Linked DNA regions of Mus musculus: all the other regions are linked to region 1. The links are chromatin contacts, called in public HiChIP or PLAC-seq and promoter capture Hi-C maps. All regions are on one chromosome and are shown on one strand. Each heading gives the region's core, a stretch centred on a gene start, on an enhancer-like site or on the middle of the called end of the contact. The rest is flanking DNA. Distances are from core to core; before and after follow the strand shown.

Evidence for each region. Promoter capture Hi-C pulls out the DNA fragments that hold promoters and counts their contacts. HiChIP or PLAC-seq counts read pairs in DNA pulled down with a chosen protein or histone mark. Capture Hi-C pulls out chosen DNA fragments and counts their contacts.
Region 2: a contact with region 1 is called in an HNF4G HiChIP or PLAC-seq map of pancreatic cancer cells. The contact joins the promoter of Creb3l3 here to the promoter of Rps15 in region 1. A contact is called at or near these places in 5 of 39 promoter capture datasets (cranial neural crest, embryonic stem cells, liver and 1 more), 1 of 484 Hi-C or Micro-C datasets (B cells) and 2 of 115 datasets of contacts at active chromatin or transcription factors (embryonic forebrain and pancreatic cancer cells).
Region 3: a contact with region 1 is called in a promoter capture Hi-C map of liver, with 4 times the contacts expected there. The contact joins the promoter of Lmnb2 here to the promoter of Rps15 in region 1. A contact is called at or near these places in 8 of 39 promoter capture datasets (cranial neural crest, embryonic stem cells, fetal liver and 4 more) and 1 of 9 other capture datasets (adipose tissue).
Region 4: a promoter capture Hi-C map of liver shows a contact between it and region 1. The contact joins the promoter of Polrmt here to the promoter of Rps15 in region 1. A contact is called at or near these places in 1 of 484 Hi-C or Micro-C datasets (embryonic stem cells), 1 of 115 datasets of contacts at active chromatin or transcription factors (pancreatic cancer cells) and 1 of 9 other capture datasets (liver).
Region 5: a promoter capture Hi-C map of hippocampal neurons shows a contact between it and region 1, with 2.9 times the contacts expected there. The contact joins the promoter of Rnf126 here to the promoter of Rps15 in region 1. A contact is called at or near these places in 1 of 39 promoter capture datasets (hippocampal neurons), 1 of 484 Hi-C or Micro-C datasets (embryonic stem cells), 1 of 115 datasets of contacts at active chromatin or transcription factors (pancreatic cancer cells) and 1 of 9 other capture datasets (liver).

What each region holds. Positions count from the first base shown.
Region 1 is chr10:80,291,131-80,293,742 of GRCm38.p6, reverse strand. Rps15 (ribosomal protein S15) reads right to left here and starts at 1,312. Exons shown (of 4, transcript NM_009091.2): 1 at 1,260-1,312; 2 at 883-968; 3 at 1-101. The coding sequence starts at 1,262.
Region 2 is chr10:81,091,261-81,093,872 of GRCm38.p6, reverse strand. It overlaps Creb3l3 (cAMP responsive element binding protein 3-like 3), which reads left to right and starts at 1,282. Exons shown (of 10, transcript NM_001382818.1): 1 at 1,282-1,370; 2 at 1,944-2,075; 3 at 2,438-2,612. The coding sequence starts at 1,344.
Region 3 is chr10:80,916,953-80,919,564 of GRCm38.p6, reverse strand. It overlaps Lmnb2 (lamin B2), which reads left to right and starts at 1,320. Exons shown (of 12, transcript NM_010722.5): 1 at 1,320-1,601. The coding sequence starts at 1,347.
Region 4 is chr10:79,745,302-79,747,913 of GRCm38.p6, reverse strand. Polrmt (polymerase (RNA) mitochondrial (DNA directed)) reads left to right here and starts at 1,333. Exons shown (of 21, transcript NM_172551.3): 1 at 1,333-1,449; 2 at 2,142-2,240. The coding sequence starts at 1,362.
Region 5 is chr10:79,765,665-79,768,276 of GRCm38.p6, reverse strand. It overlaps Rnf126 (ring finger protein 126), which reads left to right and starts at 1,325. Exons shown (of 9, transcript NM_144528.3): 1 at 1,325-1,524. The coding sequence starts at 1,450.

The DNA.
Region 1 (2,612 bases), core at 63-2,562:
TGGCCTTTCTCAAGCGCTTGAGCAGTGAGTGTTGCTTCCGCCGAAGACCACGGTTCAGGCGCCTCCTCTGGCGGGCGCTGTACAGCTGCATCAGTTGCTCACTGTGGGAGAAGGGGGTGGTTTGGAGACCCGGGGACAGCATGCTGCGCCAGCACTGCTCCATTTCTTTCACACCCAGAAAGGAACATGCCGGGAGCTCACTAAAGACAAGTCCTCCATAGCACTGCCGTCAACCTTCAGGGCACAACCCTCTAAAATGAATCCACCAGCTTCCACAGGCAGTGACGTAAGCCGAGATCAAACCTTTTCCTTTGACAGCCCACCCAGACAAATTACCTATCCGTGGTTGATTTTCCCCAAGGTCACAGGGAGGCCTGTGAGCCCAGTCAGCGGGAGACTGAGGCAAGGTAGTTCTGTCTACATAAGACTGTCGAACACTGCACAACTGTAGCAGGGGCCGAGTTGAGGTCACAATCTAGAGCGCTTGCCTAGGAGGCTAGGACGCCCCGAGTTTGATGCTCTGCACCGTGATGGTGACCCAAACATTAGGGAGGTTGAGAGGATCAGGAGTTCGAGGAGAGCCTGGGCTACACGGGTCCCTTTTTTTTTTTCCGACTCAAGAGTTTCTCTGTGTAGCCCTGGCTGTCCTGGAACTCGCTCTGCAGACCAGGCTGGCCTCGAACTCAGAATTCCCCTGCCTCTGCCTCCCAAGTGCTGGGATTAAGTCGTGCGCCACCATTGCCCGGCACTCGAGACCCTTCCTTGCCTCTCCCATGTGACATGTGCAAAGGTTCTGGCTCTATTTCCAGCACCACCCACAGAAAAGGAAAATGTACAAACGGGCCAGCGACCCGGCGGGACTAAGGTGACGGGGCCTCTTACTAGGACATGTCGAGCAGTTGGTCGAGGTCTACGCCACGGTAGGTGAACTTGCGGAAGGTGCGCTTCTTCTTCTGCTCCACTTCGGCCTGCGTGAGCGCGAGTCGGGGTTAGCAGGGGCTCGGCAACCTTACCCGGGAGCCCAGGGACCTGAGCTGCGCGAGCCGCGCTCCTCTAAGCTACGGCGGACGGGCGAGGGGACACACAGCCCCGCGGCCGCCCGCAGCCATCCGGGCCCTTCCGCACCCGCCATCCGCAGTCTCCGGGCACCCGAGCACATCGCTACATCCCCAGGCAGCGAGTCCAGAGTCTTGCGAAAGGGCCCCGGGAGGATGGCGACGGATACCCGGGAGCACAGACCGCCGTGCACGAATACTCACCATCTTGGCGGTTACTCGGAAAAGGAAGTACGGGCTGCGCTTGCGCAGTTATCGCGAGCTCTGCCGGGAGGGCCCGCCTCCACCGCTCAACAGCTTCCGCTCTGCGGATACTCGCCATTGCCCCCCGCTGTCCGGAGGCCAGAGCAAAAGCGCCGCTACCCTCCGGAGGGGCGTGGCTCCCTTTGGGGTTTTTGTTAGTGTGTCTGTCTCTCTGTCCCTGGTTTTCTTTGTCTTCTCTGTCTCTGTGTTTCTGCCTCTCTCATGTACAAGGTCTCAAGCAGTGATTCTCAACCCGTGGGTCACAGCCTCTTTGGAGGTGGCATATCAGATATCCTGCATATCAGATATTTACAATTATGATTCCTAATAGCAAAATATATACATACATTTTTGGGGGAGACGGAGGTTCAAGACAGGGACTCTGTGTAGGCCTGGCTGTCCTGAAACTCGCTCTGTAGAACAGGCTGGCCAGAGGCTAATCCCAAGTGCTGGGATTAAAGGCGTGAGCTACCACCTCCAGGCTGTCTGCTTTTCTTGTGGGATGTGTGAGCCTACCACCTCAAAAGTGAGTGGTTAATTAGAAGACAACTTGGAGAGATCAGTGCTCTCTTTCCACCATCCTGGGACTTGGCTTTAGACTCCCTGACCCAGTGAGTGTTTCGTTTTATAATAAAATAGAAGCCAGGTGTGATGGCACAAGTCTTTGTCTTTTTTTTGTTTTGTTTTTTCGAGACAGGGTTTCTCTGTATAGCCCTGGCTGTCCTGGAACTCACTTTGTAGACCAGGCTGGCCTCTAACTCAGAAATCCACCTGCCTCTGCCTCCCAAGTGCTGGGATTAAAGGCGTGTGCCACCACGCCCGGCAAGTCTTTGTCTTTAATCCCAGCTCTTGGGCTACACAGAGAAACCCTATCTCAAAAAACGAAAAACCAGAGAGAGAGAGAGAGAGAGAGAGAGAGAGAGAGAATATGAATGAATGTTGGAAAGGAAGCCGCATTTTCTATTTTTGTTTTGTTTTGTTTTGTTTTTCAAGACAGGGTTTCTCTGTGTAGCCCTGGCTGTCCTGGAACTCAATCTGTAGACCAGGCTGGCCTTGAACTCAGAAATCCGCCTGCCTCTGCCTCCCAAATGCTGGGATTAAAGGTGTGCACCACCACGCCCAGCTCCAACATTTTCTCTCTTATCTAGTGTTGGGGGTTGGAAGGCTAGGAGGAAAAAGGTGGAGAAGGATGGAAGAAAAAGAAGCCCACGAAGTAGCAAAGTCCAGCAGAGGCACGTGTAGCACACAGAAGGCAGAGCGGTCTGTGAATTCCAGGCCAGCCAGGGATGCATAGAAAGACCATCCCTGTCTTTA
Region 2 (2,612 bases), core at 33-2,532, 800 kb before region 1:
TTTCTCGCTCCTCTTCCCTCCCCCTTCCTCGTGCTCCAGCCACAGAACAGTCCTCCGTGCTCCTTCAGTGCCCGAAGCTCCATGCTGCCCCAGGCTTTGCACAGGTTACCTCTTCAGCCTAAAGCGCCTTCCAGCTGCTCTTCTCAGTTGACCCAGTCTCCCTTCCAGGACTCTGGGTGACCCTGAGTCCTTGCTTTGGAGTCATTCGGTATCTTGATGGCATTTCTCTCTCAAGTTGTACTCATCTCTCTACCCAACTCAGTCCAGGACGCTCGTAGATCGATTGGCCATGCCTAAACCAGTAGCTGGCACATAGGAGCTCCTCAATGAGCAAGTATCAATCGAGTGTCAACCGTATACCCCCCCCCCCATTCTGGAAAGGAGCAGCTAATAATGACCTATAGAGCCTATCCTGGTCACTGAGTGAGGAGGCTGCTGTGGCTGGAGCAGGGGTGCAACTGGGGGTTACAGGAGTAAAGGGTTGAGGGCGCAGAACAAGGGAGACAGCAAATGAAAGAAAAGCAGGAAGCAGATGGACATGGCAGACAGGACTTTGAGGGCTGTGCAGGAGTTGGCAGAGAGTTTGTCTAACATGCACACTGAGCTTGTGCCGCTCCACATCAGCCAGGAGGTGAAGGCAGGAGGATCATCTGTAGGTCAAGTTGTCCTCTGAAAAGAGTGAGTGGGACTGGGCTGGGCCAGGAAGGACACACGAAAGTGATGGAACAGAATCCATCACAGGGACAGGACAGGTGGCCTAATGCAGGTGCAAAGGCCCCGGGGTAGGGAAAGTGCAGTTTGTATAAATATTTGTTGGCTAAGTGCATGCAGGGCGGGTGATTCCAGAAGGAACTGATTAACACATGGGACAGTGGGGGATGCGCTGTGCAGCAGTGGCTCCTGCTTTGCTCCTACAGGGTTAGCGGTTGTCACCTTGCATGACGGCATGAATTCCATGCACCTATGGTCGCTATTTTTCTCTGTCACAAGAGCTGGCAACCTACCCAAGGACCCTGGGTTTTGCTGGAGATCCAACATCCGGTGACGCTAGACAGAAACAGTAGCTGTAAGTAGGGGAGAGGTCACACAGACCCGACACCCCAGACTTTGCTCTTTGCTCCCTGGAAAAAGCACAAAACAGAAAGATAACAGTCGTCCCACCCTCCCCCTGCCACGGCCACTCACCATTGGTCCGCGGTCCTGCCTGTCTCCCAGTCAACAGCAGGAGCTGGGCTGGGAGCTGCTGGCCTGTATTTCAGCATCTTTGGGAGGTGGAGACGTGGCAAAGGCTGTAGCAGGCGGTGACAGGGACCCGAAAAGAGGCTGCCACAGGCACGGGACTCATGGATGGGGACATAGCGGCTGGAAAGGTGAGGGGCCACGGTGGGGACGCTGAGCCGGGGGGGGGGGGTTGGCAGCCTGATAGGACCCCATCATACTGCTGGGAAGACTGAGACTGGAAAGGGGGATCACACTGAGTTCACATAGCCTTCCAGGGACTTCAGGACAGTTTGATCCAGGCACCAATATCTCCTCTGGAATTAGGGTTTCTCTGTGTAGCCCTGGCTGGCCTCGAATTCACAGAGATCTGCCTGCCTCTGCCTCCCGAGTACTGGGATTAAAGGTGTGAGCCAGCCTCTCTACTTGTTGTTATAAACATATATGTTAAAAATTTTAACTATAGTGTATGTGTGCCATAGCACAGGAGCCATATGGATTTCTAAATTTTTGGTTTGTTTTGCTTGTTCTTTGTTTTGAGTCTTGCTAGTGGTAGACCAGGTTTACAGACTCTTGGTTACCCCAGTCCAACCCTGCTTACATTTCAGGCAGATTCACAGAGACCCAGCCCGGGGGCTGAATGGAAGTCACATTTGGCCTGGAAGGAGCTGGGGTGCTGTGTATAAGAACAGAGTCCTCTCTCTCTCTCTCTCTCCTGGATCTAGATGGCGTCCCCTGTCTGTGCTATGGCGCCCTTGGACAGCATGGAGGTCCTTGACCTCCTGTTTGATCGGCAGGACGGCATCCTGAGAAACGTGGAGCTGGCCGAGGGCTGGATCCTCGCCAGAGAGGAGCAGGTGAGGGTCCCCCGGGAGATTTCCAGCTACAGCTGGGGTGGGGCACAGGACGTGCCACTGAACTGGGCAGCCTGTAACCCTCACACATCTGCTTAAGGCAGAGGAGGGAGGGAGATCAGAGAGAGAGCATGGTACTCACCCAGAGTCACATAGCCAACTTCCACCTGCGTTCAAATTCAAACTCAGAACACAGTCTCCTGTTCATATCTTTCCCTGTTTATCCTTTAACTGCCATTTCATCTCAGATGCTCAGGGAGAAAGAATGACTCCCTCTCTAAGACACAGAGAGGGTCAGGGATTTGCCCGGAGTCACACAGCAATCTGAATAAACATGTGTCTTGCTCTCTCCACTCCCATTCTAGAAAGTTCTACTAAATTCTGATTCTGATGAATTCCTAAATTGCATCCTGGGACCTGGAGACTCTGACCCCAGCTCTCCATTATGGTCCCCCGCTGACAGTGACAGTGGCATCTCTGAGGATCTACCTTCAGACCCCCAGGACACCCCTCCTCGTAGTGGCACTGAACCAGCCAACA
Region 3 (2,612 bases), core at 71-2,570, 630 kb before region 1:
GCTGCTAGTGGAAGACTGACTTCGAGGTAGCTAGGGTGAGGGTCTTAGCCCACACCCTCAGTGCCACACCTGCTCCAGCAGGGCCACACCTTCTAATAGTGCCACACACTGGGCCGAGCATATACAAACCATCACACCCTCTGTGTCACGGAGGTTGCCCTTGAGTTCCTGATTCTCTTACCTCCATCTGCCTGGTGCTGAGGTGAGAGCAGGGGGCTCATCCACGGTGCTGGGATAGAAGCCAGGACCTCAGTCAGGCAAACACTCTACACATTGACTCACATTGGTAGCCCTGTGTTTCTGCTATGTTATCCTCAAACTCACCATCCTCCTGCCAGTGCTGGGAAGACAGTAGTGGACATTTGCCTTGTGGCGGCTCTTTTAAAAATTACATTTGTTTACTATGTTCCTGTGTGTGGACACTTTAGCAGAACTTGGCTACTTTGTGGGTTCTTCTTTCTTCCACCCTTTTCTACCCTCTTTCCATCCTTTCAACCCTTAACACTAGATAGGAGGGGGGAAAGGACAGAGAGAAGAGGGGGTGACATTATTGTTAGGCTATTTCCTGTTGATTGGGGGCATTGAGTTCCTTGGAGCAAGTTTGATTTTGCTGTCAGGCTATCTAATTTCTTCTTGTTGTTGTTTCTTCTTTGCACACGACTAGTTAACAAACCGTTACCAACAGAGACCAACCAAAGCCCGTCTTGGGGCCATAACATTTGTATATCTTCTGAAAAGTGTCCATAATTCCTAAGGTCACAATCGCAGAAACTATGTGCAACTGACAAAACCGTGCCTCTGCTAGAGCACGAAGCAAATCATAGTCAGCTGCTGCAGACTATCTGAAGCAGCCCCATATGTGACACCTCTAATTAAAACAAAAACACAAACTCACATATTTCTGTGTTTTTCGAAGAACCCAATTGGAGTCCAGGAGACAATTGTGTGCATTGCTTGTCTTCTCGTATGTAGGGTTCAGCGATCCAAATTCGACCATCAGTTTTGGCAGCAGGTGCCTTTCTACCCTCTGAGGCATCTCACCCACCCTTGCTGTCTTTTTGTTCGATTTGTTCTGCATTTGTTTAATTTATTAATTGATTTCTGTGTGTGCGCTTATGTGGCTTCATGTGTGCATCTGTACACATGTAGAAATCAGAACGCCTCCTCCACCCGCAATCAGGGTAACTGCCAAACCCCGGGTTTTACTGGAAAGCTGGAAACTACATCTCCTGGCATGCCTCGCAAGCTGCCCTGTGGACTACGGCTCCCTGCGTGCTCCGCGCCAAGGAGACTACAAATTCCGGCGCGCTGCGGGCGGCGGCGCCATCTTCCGCGGCGCGGATTGAATGAGCGCGCCGCATTCGGGCAACCGAGGTGATTCTCCCGCCGCCGCCACCTCCGCCATGGCGTCTCTGCCGCCCCACGCGGGGCCCGCCACGCCGCTGTCGCCCACGCGTCTGTCTCGGCTGCAGGAGAAGGAGGAGCTCCGTGAGCTCAACGACCGCCTGGCACACTACATCGACCGTGTCCGCGCGCTGGAGCTGGAGAATGATAGGTTGCTGCTCCGGATCTCCGAGAAGGAGGAGGTGACCACTCGCGAGGTACGTGGGTCGGCACCGGGGACGCGGGGAGCTTGATCCTGGTGATAGGTGAAATGAGCGGAGTCCTGCCCACCCGGGATCCCGGAGACGGTGCATAGAACTAGCTAAGCCCAGCCCACAGGGGACCCGGGGGCTGGTGCACAGCTAGCTGAGTCTTGTTCACTGGGGACTCTGGGGCTGGAATATAAGGGCTAAATACTGCCTACCGGGGACCTCAGTACAGATGCATAACGCTGAAGCCCAGTCCACCGGGGACCCCCAGGGGCAGATGCCGACAGCTAAGTTTTGCTCACCAGGACACCCCAGGGTTGGGTGATAGGCCTGAGCCCTGCCCACCATAGACCCCAGGGACGATTGCAGAGCGCTGAGCGCCGCCCAAGGGGAGGGGAGACACATCTCTTACAGGTGCAAACCGCTAAGCCCCACCCACTGGGGGGACCAGGAACTGGTGCAGGCAGGTAAGTCCCGCCTACCAAAAACCCTAACACAGGTTAAAGTCTGGACGGGGAAGGGGACTAGTGCAGATGGGTCCAAATCCCTCCCATGGGAGGGACTTTAGGGACAAGTGACAGGTGTAAACAATGTTAGTCCCCGCCCCCGAAGCCCCACCCACCCGGGCGCTCTTGAGACAGGTGCTGATGAAGCTAACCTGTGCTCACATGGGGACCCTAAAGGAGACGTGTAGACTGAGGTAAAACTTCAATAAAGCCGGGTCCTAAGGACCTAAGCTTAGCTGAGTGGGATCAGGATGGCTTGTGTGTGTGTGTGTGTGTGTGTGTGTGTGTGTGTGTGTGTGTATGGGTGTGTGTGTGTGTGTGTGGGTGTGTGTGTATGGGTGTGTGTGTGTATGGGTGTGTGTGTGTATGGGTGTGTGTGTATGTGTTTGTGCATGTGGAAGCCAGAGGTCACCTTTGGGTGTTTCCCTCAGTGGTGGCGCACGCTTTTAATCCCAGCACTTGGGAGGCAGAGGCAGGTGGATTTCTGAGTTCGAGGCCAGCATGGTCTACAGAG
Region 4 (2,612 bases), core at 84-2,583, 550 kb after region 1:
CACCTGGGGTTAAGAGCACTGACTGACCTTCCAGTGGTCCTGAGTTCATTTCCCAGCAACCACATGGTGGCTCACAACCATCTGTAATGGAATTCAATGCCCTCTTCTGGTAGACAGAGATAGTGTACTCAGATACATAAAATAAATAAATCTTTAAAAAAACAAAAACAAAAGCAAAAACGGTGTGTGCCACCACACCCAGCTCTGAGTTTGTGTGTGTGTCTGTTTATCTGTCCGTTTGCTTGCCCGACTGCCTGATTGAGACAAGGTTTTATGTGCATTTTATGTGCTTAAATTTGAATCCGCCTGCCTTTACCTCCAGAGGGCTGGGATTATAAACCCAAAGCTCTCACTGATGCGCTCCAGACAGTAGAAGCCCTAGTACTGAGAAAATGAGCCCAGGTCCTGTCTTCTCAGGAGGGTACTGTCTGAGCTACAGAATTAGCCTGGAAAATTTAGTGAGATTCTGTCTCAAATATAAAATGCTGGTGCGTGATAGCACATATCTGTCATCCGGCACTTCCTGAGCTAGGAGGCAGGAGGATCAGGAATTCACTGTCATCTTTGGCCACATTAGAAGTTTGAAACCAACCTGGGCTACGTGTAGATAGATCCCTTAGTCCAACACTGGGAAGGAGAAGACAGCAAGGTCAGGCTTTCCAGATTAGTTCTCATACATGTAAATTGGAAGCTAACATGAGCTACATGGGACTCTGTGAATGTGAATGAATGAATGGATGGATGGATGAATGAAATCGCGATGTGGTACTATTTACACGTCTTTTCCATCTTTCTACGGCCCTGATTCCATTTGCACAAACACATATACATACAGAGAGACAGAGACAGAGAGAGGCAGAGAGGAGGAGGAGGAAGAGGAGGAGAAACAAATAGGGTAGGGACTGGGCGTGGTGGCGCACGACTATAGTCCCAGTACTGGGTGGCAGAGCAGGAGTATAAGGAGGATATCTGTTGAGTTCAAGGGAATCCTGTTAAATTCCAGGACATTCATGGTTAAATAGTGAGACTTTGTGCCAAAAATGTGCATATAGTACATAATATATACACATATGTAAATGTTACGCACATATATATGAACAAATAAAATAAAGCAGAAACCAGTCAATCAAAGAACAAAAAAATATAAAAACTAAAGAGGGAACTTGGATATGAAAAGAACGAATCAGAAGAGTATTTCTGCGCATGCTCTCTTGCCGCCACGCTGCCCGCTGCCTCTTGGGAGTTGTAGTTCTCCTTCGACTCCTCTCACAGGACAGACCCTAAGAGCGCTTCCGGCAGTCGCAGAACTACAGCTCCCTGCAGGCGGCGCGTGCGCGTGCGCACTGCGGGCAGCAGGCGGCATGTCGGCGCTCCGGTGGACCCGAAGCGCAGCCGGGCTTGGCCGGGTTCTGCGCTCCCCTGGGCCCCACCGCCCGCCTTCGGAGGAAGGTAAAGGAGTGTCGGATCCAGGACTATAATCTTCCCTTCCTTAGGATCCCGGTCACCTTCAACCTTTGTTCTTTGACCTATGGAGGAGTTTCTGGGGACCCATTTAGCTGGGCACTAGTTGGCAACGTCTCTCTAGGTCCGCAGGGCACTTTGACTTTTGATTGTTGCTCGCTTTTCCATGTCTCTGACCCACTGTTGGGGACTTACGGATATTGGCATTGACCTTTGGCTACTTTTAGTTAGGAGTACTTCTTGCTGGATCCTGCACCCCGATCCTTATAGCTTTGGCCTGTTCTGCCCTTGAAGTTGGTCTTTTTCTGGGTCTGGATTTATTTGTGGGCGGGGCGTGTTTTTTTTTTTTTTTTTTTTTTTTTTTTGAGCCATGGTGTTTCCATGTGGTTCATGCTGGATGCTTTATTTGAACTCAGGTCCTACTGCTTCAACCTCCTGAGTTCTGAGATCCCATGCCTGGCAGTCCTTGTCTTTTGATCCATTTCTTTCTGGGCATGACGTAAGTTTGAGGCAGGAACTCACACTAGCTTAACCTAGAACTTCCTTTGTAGCCCAGGCTGGAATCCAATTGGAGACCCTCCCACCTCAGCCTCCAGAGACCTGGGGTAATAAGTGTGCATGCCACGGTGTCCACTTGATAGGATGGTTTCTGTGTTCTTATTCTTCATGTCTCTTTCTAGGGACTTTTGGTGGCTTCTGCAGCTCAAGAAGGAGCTCCGCTGCCAGTCCCCGTGAGCAACATGTCCTGAGGGAGTGGGGCCATGCTGAACTGCTGGAAGGTAAGTTGGTGTCCTAAGTCCTTCTCCACAGTGAAGCCTTGAGGGAGTGTGCTCTGCGTTGTACCTGACCACTCCAAGGGAGTATGTAAAATGGGGTCCAGAGTCCACTGAGCAGTGTTGTCTGGCTGGCCTGTCTGTGGTCCTGTGGGTCCTCTTGTGCTGGTTCTGGGAGCTGCTGTAATTCCATTCCCTGAGTTCCAGATTCCCACCTGGGGCTCTCACTTCTAGGAAGACAGTGGAGGCCCCAAATACACCTGAACAATACCGGATTTGCATTGTTGGAATGCTGACATAGAAGTCTCCAGTTTTAGTCCTGCAGAGTCGAGGTGCAGCTGGAATCCAGCCTGTCTGCCAGGCCTGCCTGTCTGTCTT
Region 5 (2,612 bases), core at 76-2,575, 530 kb after region 1:
TAGCCTAGAAGACGACGCAGGCTTCATTCACTCCTGAAGAGTCACACGGGGTGCCTGCGGGCTAGAGGATCCTCCTTCTACCAGAGAATGCATCCCTTCTTCATCCTTATCTCGGGTGTTTGTGGAACACCTGATGTGTATCGTCCAGACATGATACTCCCTTCTGCCCGGCACTGTTTTTACAGATTATCAGGTGTACATAAGTGTATGTAGGAGGGCTGTAGAGACCGCGTGAAAAGGCAACATTGCAGCCGAGACTCCGGAGTTTGGGGGACCAAGCACTTGGAGGCACAGGCAGTGCAGTGCAAGCAAATATCCACAGGCAAGCTTGTCTGGAAGGCTAAATGAGGGGAAGGAAGCTGGGAAATGAGGGCTTGATGGTTCGAAGAAGAGGAGGAGTCTCTTAGGCCCCGTCCCTCACTTTTTTTTTTTTTTTTTTTTTAGGGATAGCCCTAACAACTTAAGCCATTGGCAAGGCAACCAAGTCCCGCCCCTCAAGGACTCCAACTTCGCGACTGTACTTGGCTTTCCGAGGCCTCTACATCCAATCCCGTATGCCGGAGAAACTCAGCCCTGTCGACTACATCCCCGCTCTGGAGATAGTCACCCGCCTTCAGGCTTGCCCATCCTCGTTGCCAAGGAGACGGCCCCCGCAAGCTTGGAGCTCCGCCTCCAGGCTCACGCCAAATTCCTAGGCGGATTCCAGGATTGGTCCCGTCGCTGTCTCGTCACCATGGAAACCCGGCCCCGCCCTGCGCAGGCTCAGCCTGCGGACCCTAAAGCTTTCCAGTTGCCTACAGGTTATAACCTACCCCAGGTTGCCAAAGAGACATCCCGGGCCCCCACGAAGGCCCCGCCCTTTGGTCGCGGAGGCTTCCCCGAGGCCCTGTCCCACGCAGGTTGCCAAAAAGTCTTCTCCCCCACGTAGCCCCGCCGCTCGCTGGCCCCCCATCTCTGACTTCTTCTGCTTCCATGTCTGACTTCACCTCCTAAAGTCATCGCCAAGGCGACCCGCCTTCGCGCTGTCCCTGGACTTCCGCACTCTTCAAGCGTGACTCCGCCCTTCCACCCCCAAGTGCCAAGCCCTCTAGACTCCGCCCACACCAGATAGGCCACGCCCCCAAGATGCTCTGCAGTCTTGACCCTCACCTCCGTCCCGGTTACTAAGGAGACTAGGCTCCGCCGCTTCGCCCCCAGGCTCCGCCCCACACACTGGACCCAGGTCTCTGGCTTCCGGAAATACTTATTTTGTCCTAGTGCGGCCACCGTTCTCCACGAGTCAGCCCCCCGCAGCGCGTTGCCCGCGTTTCTCCGCGAGCCCCACGCCTGCCGTGCGTGCCGTGCGTGCCATGCGTGAGCGTGCGCGGGCGCGTCGGCCGGCGAGGGAGCAGCAAACGGCCGGCGGCAGGCGCCGCGCGGGGGGCGGGCGGCGCGGAGGCGGCGGTGGCCATGGCCGAGGCGTCGCCGCAGCCCGGACGGTACTTCTGCCACTGCTGCTCGGTAGAGATCGTGCCGCGCCTGCCGGTGAGACCTGGGCGGGAGGGCCGTGGAGCTGTGCGCGCGAAGCTGGCTAGAGGGGAAATTGAGACCCGGCGGGGTGCGAGCAGCGTGGCGGGCAGGTCCAAGAACCTAGGGCGGCGGCGGGGTCGCCCGAGGGACGCAGGCTTGGTCGGACCCGGTGGGGCTCGGAAGCTGAGCTCCGCGCTGGGGACGGCCGCCGAGCGCGTGGCCAGGACGCGGGGGCGCGCGGCGCGGCCTCGAGCGCCGCCCCGGGCCTCGCTGCTGCGCCCAGAGGAGCTGCGAATCCGACGGCGGAGCTGGAGGGTCTGGGAAGGTCGTACCTGCACCTCCTTGCCTGTTACAGGCCTTGTGCTAAGGCTTCAGTGTGGCTTTGACCAGTTGCATCCCCCGGTCCCCACCTGGTTGTCCCCTGGCCTCCTGCTTCTTCCTCGTAGCTTTGGACATATCTATCCTGAGGACCCTGCTTGGGTGTCCTGCATCTTTTCCGGTTCAAGGTGGTTTTGTCCAGGTGCATGCCAGGGATCCTGCAAGTTTCTTGAGAGTGACTTTGACTAGGCTGGTATCCCCAGGCCTCCTCTCCCAGGACAGAACCTCCCACCTTCCAGGCATCCCTTGTTTCATACCCAGGTTTGAGGCTCGCTCCTGGAAAGGTGATCGCTCAGTACTTGCAACCTACCGTGGCCTTTCCAGGCCAAGCGTGGAGCCTGCTCCTGCCCTTCGAGGTGGAAGCCTGGGTGGGTCCTTGAAGAAGTAGTAGCTAGTTTGGTGTAAGCCAATCTACCATTGCGGAGAAGGTGGTGGAGTAATTAGCCAGAGTCTGTCAGGGTGACGACGGGGTGGGTGGTAAGAGGTGCTGTAGTTCCTTCTGGTCTCTGCACTCTCCCTCTGGATGGTGACACCATGACATTCTTCAGGGCGATTAACTCCAAGAATTCAGGTGGTGGCATACACCTTTTATTTCAGCACTTGGGAGGCAGAGGCAGGCCGATGTCTGAGTTTGAGGCCAACTGTTAGTTCCAGGACAGACAGGAACCCTGTCTAGGAAGGGGGGCAGCTTGGAGAGAGTGGTATGTGGGGTGCCAGGTGAACCT